Regions from separate parts of the Mus musculus genome. Here region 1 is linked to region 2. A link is a contact called in public HiChIP or PLAC-seq data. All regions are on one chromosome and are shown on one strand. The core of a region is the stretch at or near the end of the contact, and the rest is flanking DNA. Distances in the headings are between cores, read along the strand shown. Region 1 holds the start of Nip7 (NIP7, nucleolar pre-rRNA processing protein). Region 2 holds the start of Cdh3 (cadherin 3).

Evidence for each region. HiChIP or PLAC-seq counts read pairs in DNA pulled down with a chosen protein or histone mark.
Region 1: a contact with region 2 is called in an H3K4me3 HiChIP or PLAC-seq map of bone marrow-derived macrophages, with 2.5 times the contacts expected there. The contact joins the promoter of Nip7 here to the promoter of Cdh3 in region 2. A contact is called at or near these places in 1 of 39 promoter capture datasets (the SN4741 cell line) and 1 of 115 datasets of contacts at active chromatin or transcription factors (bone marrow-derived macrophages).

Annotation. Positions count from the first base shown.
Region 1 is chr8:107,055,606-107,059,143 of GRCm38.p6, reverse strand. It overlaps Nip7 (NIP7, nucleolar pre-rRNA processing protein), which reads right to left and starts at 2,267. Exons shown (of 5, transcript NM_025391.2): 1 at 2,154-2,267; 2 at 1,965-2,051; 3 at 1,733-1,871; 4 at 957-1,097; 5 at 1-767. The coding sequence starts at 2,209. The coding sequence ends at 648. Cog8 (component of oligomeric golgi complex 8) reads left to right here and starts at 2,407. Exons shown (of 5, transcript NM_139229.4): 1 at 2,407-2,883. The coding sequence starts at 2,489.
Region 2 is chr8:106,508,764-106,512,291 of GRCm38.p6, reverse strand. It overlaps Cdh3 (cadherin 3), which reads right to left and starts at 1,440. Exons shown (of 16, transcript NM_001037809.5): 1 at 1,286-1,440; 2 at 951-1,068. The coding sequence starts at 1,333.

The DNA of each region.
Region 1 (3,538 bases), core at 1,018-3,517, 550 kb before region 2:
AGTAACTCTAGTTCCAGGTCTGAAATCACCTTGACTTCCTTAGGCACCAGGCACATAAGCAGTGCACATACGTACATGCCAACAAAACACTCACACATATGAAATAACAAATATAAAACCATTAAAATTTATTAAATTCCATATGTAAAACCAGAGGCTCATATGGCCGTTTCTACCTTTAACATTAACACACAATAGAAAGTCCACTGTGCTATCATGAGCCTGGAAAACAGTGTTATCACAGATAACAGTAAGATGGCTCCTGTCCTCAGTGAAGTAACTTAGAAACCATCACTCAGAGCAAGTCTTCTGATCCAAACAAAGACGACGCAGACACAAAACAGAAACACTCTATTTACTCACACAAAACACTCTCAGGTTCTGGTTTGTCTGTTTTAGATTTTTGAGACAAGGCTCACTATGTAGCCCAGGCTAGCCTTGAACTCTCCAAGTAGCCTGAGCTGGCCTTATACTTGTGATCCACCTGCTTTTGACTCTAGAGGGCCAGAGACCCTGTTTTCACGCCATTTCTGTTGATAAGAACCCAAGTTGCGTATCTCAGTGTTGTCCAGATTTAATCTGATGGCCGCACACAGGAAACAAAGCTAAGTCCTCTCACACAGCAAAATGTTCTTGGAATGACCGTCCTAAGTCAGTGTCTCTTCATGGCGTACGTACTCCCCAATGTCTGCTTGGTGGAACACCACAATTGCCATGGGGTCCACTTTTCGGCAGTCTTGGGTAGACTTTGCTGCCACCCCAAAACCCTGGAATTGAAAGAACAGACATTCATTTATAAGGAAACAAAACAAAACAAAAACTATATTGAAACAGCTGTATCTTTGAGAACTGTGAAAGGAGCCAAGAAGTCAGTCTCCGAGCTGCTGACTGAAACTTCATCCTTTCCAGTGGGTACCTGGCATTTGCCGTGATGGATGGCTACCGTGGCTACTCACCAGAGGAATGTCCGCCATGGAATAGACAACCACTCCCTGGTACTGAGATGTGTTCTCAGTAATTCGACCCAGACCGGATTTCAACACATGGTTTCCATACAAGAAGGACTGCTCTGCTCCCGGCTTTACCCACACTTTATACTGAAAGAGAGTTAAAAGCCAAGACACAAGGATGTTGGGCTATATCCCTAAATGCGGATTAGCAGCTGCTTCCGAGTTTAAGGAGAGGTGGGGAACCTTTAAGTTGTTTGGACCCCCCCCCCACTTTTTTGTTTTTGTTTGTTTGTGGGTTTTTTGTTTTTTTTTGAGACAGTGTTTCTCTGTGTAGCCCTGGCTGTCCTCGAACTCAGAAGTCCGCCTGTCTCTGCCTCCCAAGTGCTGGGATACCCCAATTTTTGATCTTTCACCATGGAGTTCCTTCCTCAACCTAACATCGAAATTCAACCTTACATCGAAATGCTCACATAATCAGCAATTTCCTTTTTTTTTCCCCTTGGACCCTAGGATCACCCTCACCACTGGCACTTGTGTCTTCGTCTCTGCTTTCTGAGATCCAGCTGACACGGTGGAGGCCTGTTTTCCTGTAGACAACTAGGCTATGCAGCTCCATGGCCATAACCCTTCCTAAACGTGTCCAAGCAGCAATATCGACAAACAACTTCTTAGGCTGACGCTGTCCAGAAACTCGTTGGAAAGAATCTGTGCTCTGACCTGGCCGCCGTCACCCGGGACTTCATCCCGGATGGCAACCTGGAGACCAGGCCCCCACAACGTACCTTGGCATAGGGGGCCAGGTAATCCAGAGCTGTCACGTGCAAGCGGAACTTGTGGGTCTTGGTAAACTTCCCAAAACACGTCCCCAGCGACACGAGCTTGTCTCCGGAGATGTTGGCGGCCAGCTTCAGCATCATCTCACTACAGGGGCGCGGGAGGAAGGTACCCGGTGACGACCAGGGATGGATGCACGCCTCCAGCCCGCCACGCAGTGGGCAGCACGCCCCACCTCACCTCACATAGTACACTCGGTCGTTGTGCAGCCGGAAACAGTACGTGCCGTCGGGTCTGTCCACTAGGAGTTGAAGGTTCTCTCCGATGCTGAGGGCAACAAGACCAGCGTCTGAGCCGGGACCGTCCCGCCCCGGAGCCGCATCCCCACTCCCCGCACGCCCGTCCCTCATCCGCCTCTCCAGTTCTTACTACTTCGCGATCTTCTCAAACATGACCCGGGTCTCTTCTTCAGTCAAGGGCCTCATCTTGCCGCTTGCTTGGCTCCCGGGAATCCTCGTGCCTGGAGAGCCGGAAGCGGAAGTCACTTTCCCACCCGCCCACTTCCTGGGGTCCACGAACGCGTGTCTCTCTAGCCTAATTCTCCGTGATCTTTGCGCAGCCGCCGCCTACCGTGGCGGACTTCCGGGGACCGAAAGCCGGCTAGATGAGAAACCATAGAGACGGGAAATGTTTCCCCCAATCGTTTCCGTTTCCCAGGAGCGAAACCGGCTCTGAAGAGGAAGTGACGGTACCGTGCTTGAGAGATGGCGGCCGCTCTCCCTCTCCAGCCCTCCACGACCGCTTCGGCCACGACGACAGCCACGGCCGTCGCGCTGGGGGAGGTGGAAGATGAGGGCCTCCTGGCGTCGCTATTCCGGGACCGCTTCCCCGAAGCTCAGTGGCGTGAGAAGCCCGACGTGGGCCGCTACCTCCGGGAGCTGAGCGGCTCCGGGCTGGACCGGCTGCGGCGCGAACCCGAGCGCTTGGCGGAAGAGCGGGCCCAGCGGCTGCAGCAGACGCGCGACCTGGCTTTCGCCAACTACAAGACGTTCATTCGCGGGGCCGAGTGCACCGAGCGCATCCACCGGCTCTTCGGCGACGTGGAGGCGTCCCTCGGGCGCCTGCTCGACCGTCTGCCCCGCTTCCAGCAGAGCTGCAGGTGCGGCTGGCCTGATGGGGACGGGCGCGTCATTGTATCTGCCAGGACGCTATCGTCATGACCCAAGCGTAGTGTACAGGGCTCTCTCCTGATTGCCTTGTTAATCCACTTAAACTTCACAGCAGCCATCTAGGTAGGTAGCGTCATTATTTTACAGACGAGGAAGTCGAAGTGAAGTGACTTGTCCAAGAACACAGCTAGTAAGTTTCCAAGAATTGGAAGCTAGGAGTCCACTACTCCCTCATAGGCTGTTGTTTAAATAATAAACATTCAGCCAGTCTTATTGACACTTGTGATCCCAGTATTCGAGTCACAGAGTCATCATCCTAGTCTGAGTATTGAATTCATGGACAGCCTGAGCTACATGAGACATTCAAACAAACTAAAAAATGTATGCATCCGGGCGGTGGTGGCGCACGCCTTTAATCCCAGCACTTGGGAGGCAGAGGCAGGCGGGTTTCTGAGTTCAAGGCCAGCCTGGTCTACAGAGTGAGTTCCAGGACAGCCAGAGCTATGCAGAGAAACCTTGTCTCGAAAAACCAAAAATAAATAAATAAATAAAATTATGCAAGGCAGTTCATTGAGCCTGACATAGTTAACCCTATATAAATGTGGGCTGGAGGTGCTCAGCTTCAAAATGTCCATCGATAGGAAG
Region 2 (3,528 bases), core at 191-2,690:
CACGTTCTCTGGAACTTTACTTAAGGATCCGAGTTTAACAACTTGGGTTTAAACTCCCGAGAAAAATCCCACTGTCCTCTGTAGTCAAAGAGCCCGCTAACCAGCTGATAGATGCCCGAGTCTCATGACACACTGGTGGTTCTCAGTACCGAAATGACCCTCCACTTTTAAGTTTTTGAACTTGAGTGGAGAAAATCGCAACAGAAAGATCAAAATGTGCTTTGATCGCTCGCTCGCTCACTCACTGGTCGGCTTGGGACACAGACTGCCTTCCCCCCTTCCCCCGCGACTCAAGTAATTAACATCCTAGTACCAAGACGCTTGGAGTGAGGGACCTAGTGTTCCCGGTGCGTGATGCCCTCCGCCCAGGTGTGCCAGGCCATTCGCAGGCAGGCTGCAGGGGCGCAGGCCCTCCGGGAATGGCAGGGTTAAGAGTGCATTCCAGCTGCCCGGGAAGAAGGGGGGCGGGGAGGGCAGCCTGGAGAAGAGAAACAGACCGGGTCTGTCTGTCGGAGACACAAAGCACGGTTCACAAAGGGGGCCAGAGAAGGGGCGAAGGGGGCTGCTCAGGGCACGGTTCATCTCCACACCTGCGCGGGGGTTGCGGGAGGAATGTGCACTGCGCATTCCTCTACTGTGGCGGGGCGGGAGAGTTTTCCACGTCGGGGCTGGGTGAGGGGCTCAGCCGCGAGGCACCGAGAGGTCAAGATAAGCAACAACAGTAGCAGCGAGGCACAGAAGAGCTGGACGTTAGTAGGCGCACCGTTGCTCAGCCTTCTCGCGCCCAGCCCAGCCCGGGAGCCACTTTCTACGCCTCCCGAGGATGTGGGGTGGCTCCAAGACGTCCCAGCTCTGCTCTAGACAACCTTCCGATGCGCCACAGTAAAGCGAAGCACGTGTGGTCTTCCGCACTGTGGCTCCATCCAGGCTGGCTCCGGGAGGGGTCTTACCTTTCCCCAGAACTTGGCTCGGCTCCAGGTCAGTTCCTTCCACCTCCAAGGTCACTCCAGCCTCCCCGATGAAGCCCGCTCGGTAGGGCTCGGAGACCACGCTGCGTAGCCAGCAAACCTGAGTGTGAGGGTAGAAGGGTTAAAGAGGAGGCTGAGTCACAGGCATGCCTGGTTCTGTACACCCATTCTTGGGAGTCCTGGGGGGGGGGCCCTCCGGGACAACCTTGGCCCCAAGGAGCACAGCCCTAAGATTCCCCCGACGCCCGCAGCGTGAGAACCCCACCCGCCCTCCAGGGAACAATCCGGGTCAGGACCATGGCAAAGCACTGTGGTACCTGGAGCAGGAGGAGCAGGAAGGCGTGAGGCCCACTAAGAAGCTCCATAACTGAAGGGAGGTGAGAAGGCTGCCGCGACGGTGGGGCGCGCTCTGCTAAGCTCCGGGTGCAGCTTTGAGCACCGCGGCTCGCTGGAGCCCGCGGGAGGAGGCCAGGTGCGCTCAGGTAGCTGCTGATTGGTCCAACGTCACAAGGTCCCGCCCCCTCGCAGGTGGGGTCGAGGCCAGCCTGCCGAAGGCACTCTCGAAGCCCTAAAGGTCCTCCCTGGTGCCCTCCACCGGCCTCCCTGCTCTTCTGGAACTACTTCTGAAAGGTACCCCGTGGCTCTCGCAGTCTCTGGCTTCGATGGAAAATAATCTAACAAAACAAAACCCCCCAATCCACTCCACCTCAGCCTCTGCAGCACGGGAAGACAAATATTCCATTGCTGGCAGCTACAACGGAAAAAAAGTGGAGACGCATCTGAAACCCGACAAAAAAACAGAGGCTCCCCATTCATGCTACCGGAGGCGCTGTGTTCAAAGCTTTGATGAAGGCAGGGCGTGTCTTTACACCCGCTACAGAGGGGTCTGCCCTCTGCCACTTTCTCTACCTCCCACACTAGGCCGGGGAGGGGCAGGGGCGGGGGCGGGGGAGCGCTCCCGGGTTTTAAAAGTGGCATCGAGGTCTCAAAGGACCGCGCTACGCGATCTGATACACGTGTGAGAGAATAGTAACTTCCGTTTGCAGCTGGACAAATGGAAGGCAGCTAGTACAGAAAGTCCCAGAGTTTGGAAGCCATAGTAACTTCAAAGGGCTTGAGGTAGGGCACAAGCTATTTGTTATCAGCCCCATTATTTCTGGCACCCCCAATATAAATGTTTTCTTTCTCCAAATATAATTGTTTCCTTAATTTTATGTTAAATGCAAACAATGGAGATTTTTGCGTTATTTATTATTGTCATGTATGAATGGCCCATCGCACACATGTGAAGGTCAGAGGACGACTTTGTGGAGTTGGTTCTCGCCTTCCTCCTTTAAATGGATTCTGGGATTGAACTCAGGTCGTTAGGATTGTGCATTACCTGCTGGGCCCAAACTTTTTTTTTTAACACTTATTTATGTATTTATTTATTTTATGTGAGTACACTGTCGCTGTCTTCAGACACACCAGAAGAGGGCATCAGATCCCATTACAGATGGTTGTGAGCCACCATGTGGTTGCTGGGAATTGAACTCAGGACCTCTGCAAGAGCAGCCAGTGTTCTTAACCTCTGAGCCATTTCTCCAGTGTGCTTTACCTGCTAAACCATCTCCTTTGTCCGTTTTTTGTGTTTGCTTGTTTGTGTGGTTTTTTTTTTTTTTTCTTTTGTTTTGAGGCAGACTCTCACATTGTAGTCTCAGGCTGGCCTTGAATTCATTCAAACCTTCTGTCTCTGGCTCCTAACTGCTGGAATAAAAGACAATGACCCACAATGACCAGCTTAACAATGATGACTTTTTAAAAAAAGTGTAATGTGTCTCAGGCTGGCCTGAAACTATGCACCTGGGATGGCCTTGAACTTCCGATTCTCCTGCCTCTACCTTCCTAGTACTAAGACCTTGTACCTAGTACTAAGACTTGCCACCCCATGCACAGGTTCCAACGGCCCCATTCCCCGTGCCCTTTCCCTGTAAAGGCATCTCTCCCCCATCCCCTGCCCCTCCTCTCTGCAATGCTGGAGATTGAACGCATGACCTTGCACACCTGCCAGGCAAGTAAGTGCTCCACTGCTGAGCTGCAGCCTCAGCCCTGGATGAGACAAGCCTTCTGAACCAACGTATCCCCCCACCCCCATTCTCCGAGTGCGCCTCATCTTGCATTGCTCTCCAGAGAATCCCAGGATGATGCTTTTTCTCCAGCTAGCTCAGCTTTAGAAGTTTATGTTTGTTTTGTTTTGTTTGCCTTCAAGTATTAACCTGTACCTACCTGTCCTTTCTACCCAAGTCTCTGGCTGAGCAGTAGAACTTATGATGTAATCAGGCAAGCATTGGCTCTACTCGATTTACTGTGTGGGATTTAGACTCGGGTCCCACCTCTTACTGAGGCTATTCAGCTGTCACTGGGATTATTTTGATACCTACCCTCTGAAAGTACTGTACTAGAGCCAGGAGAGGGGTGTGCCTTTAATCCCTGCTCGGGGTGTGGAGGCAAGATGATTACTGCAAGTTCAAAGACAGCCTACACTACATAGTGAGTCTTTGTTTCAAAAAAAAAGGACTAG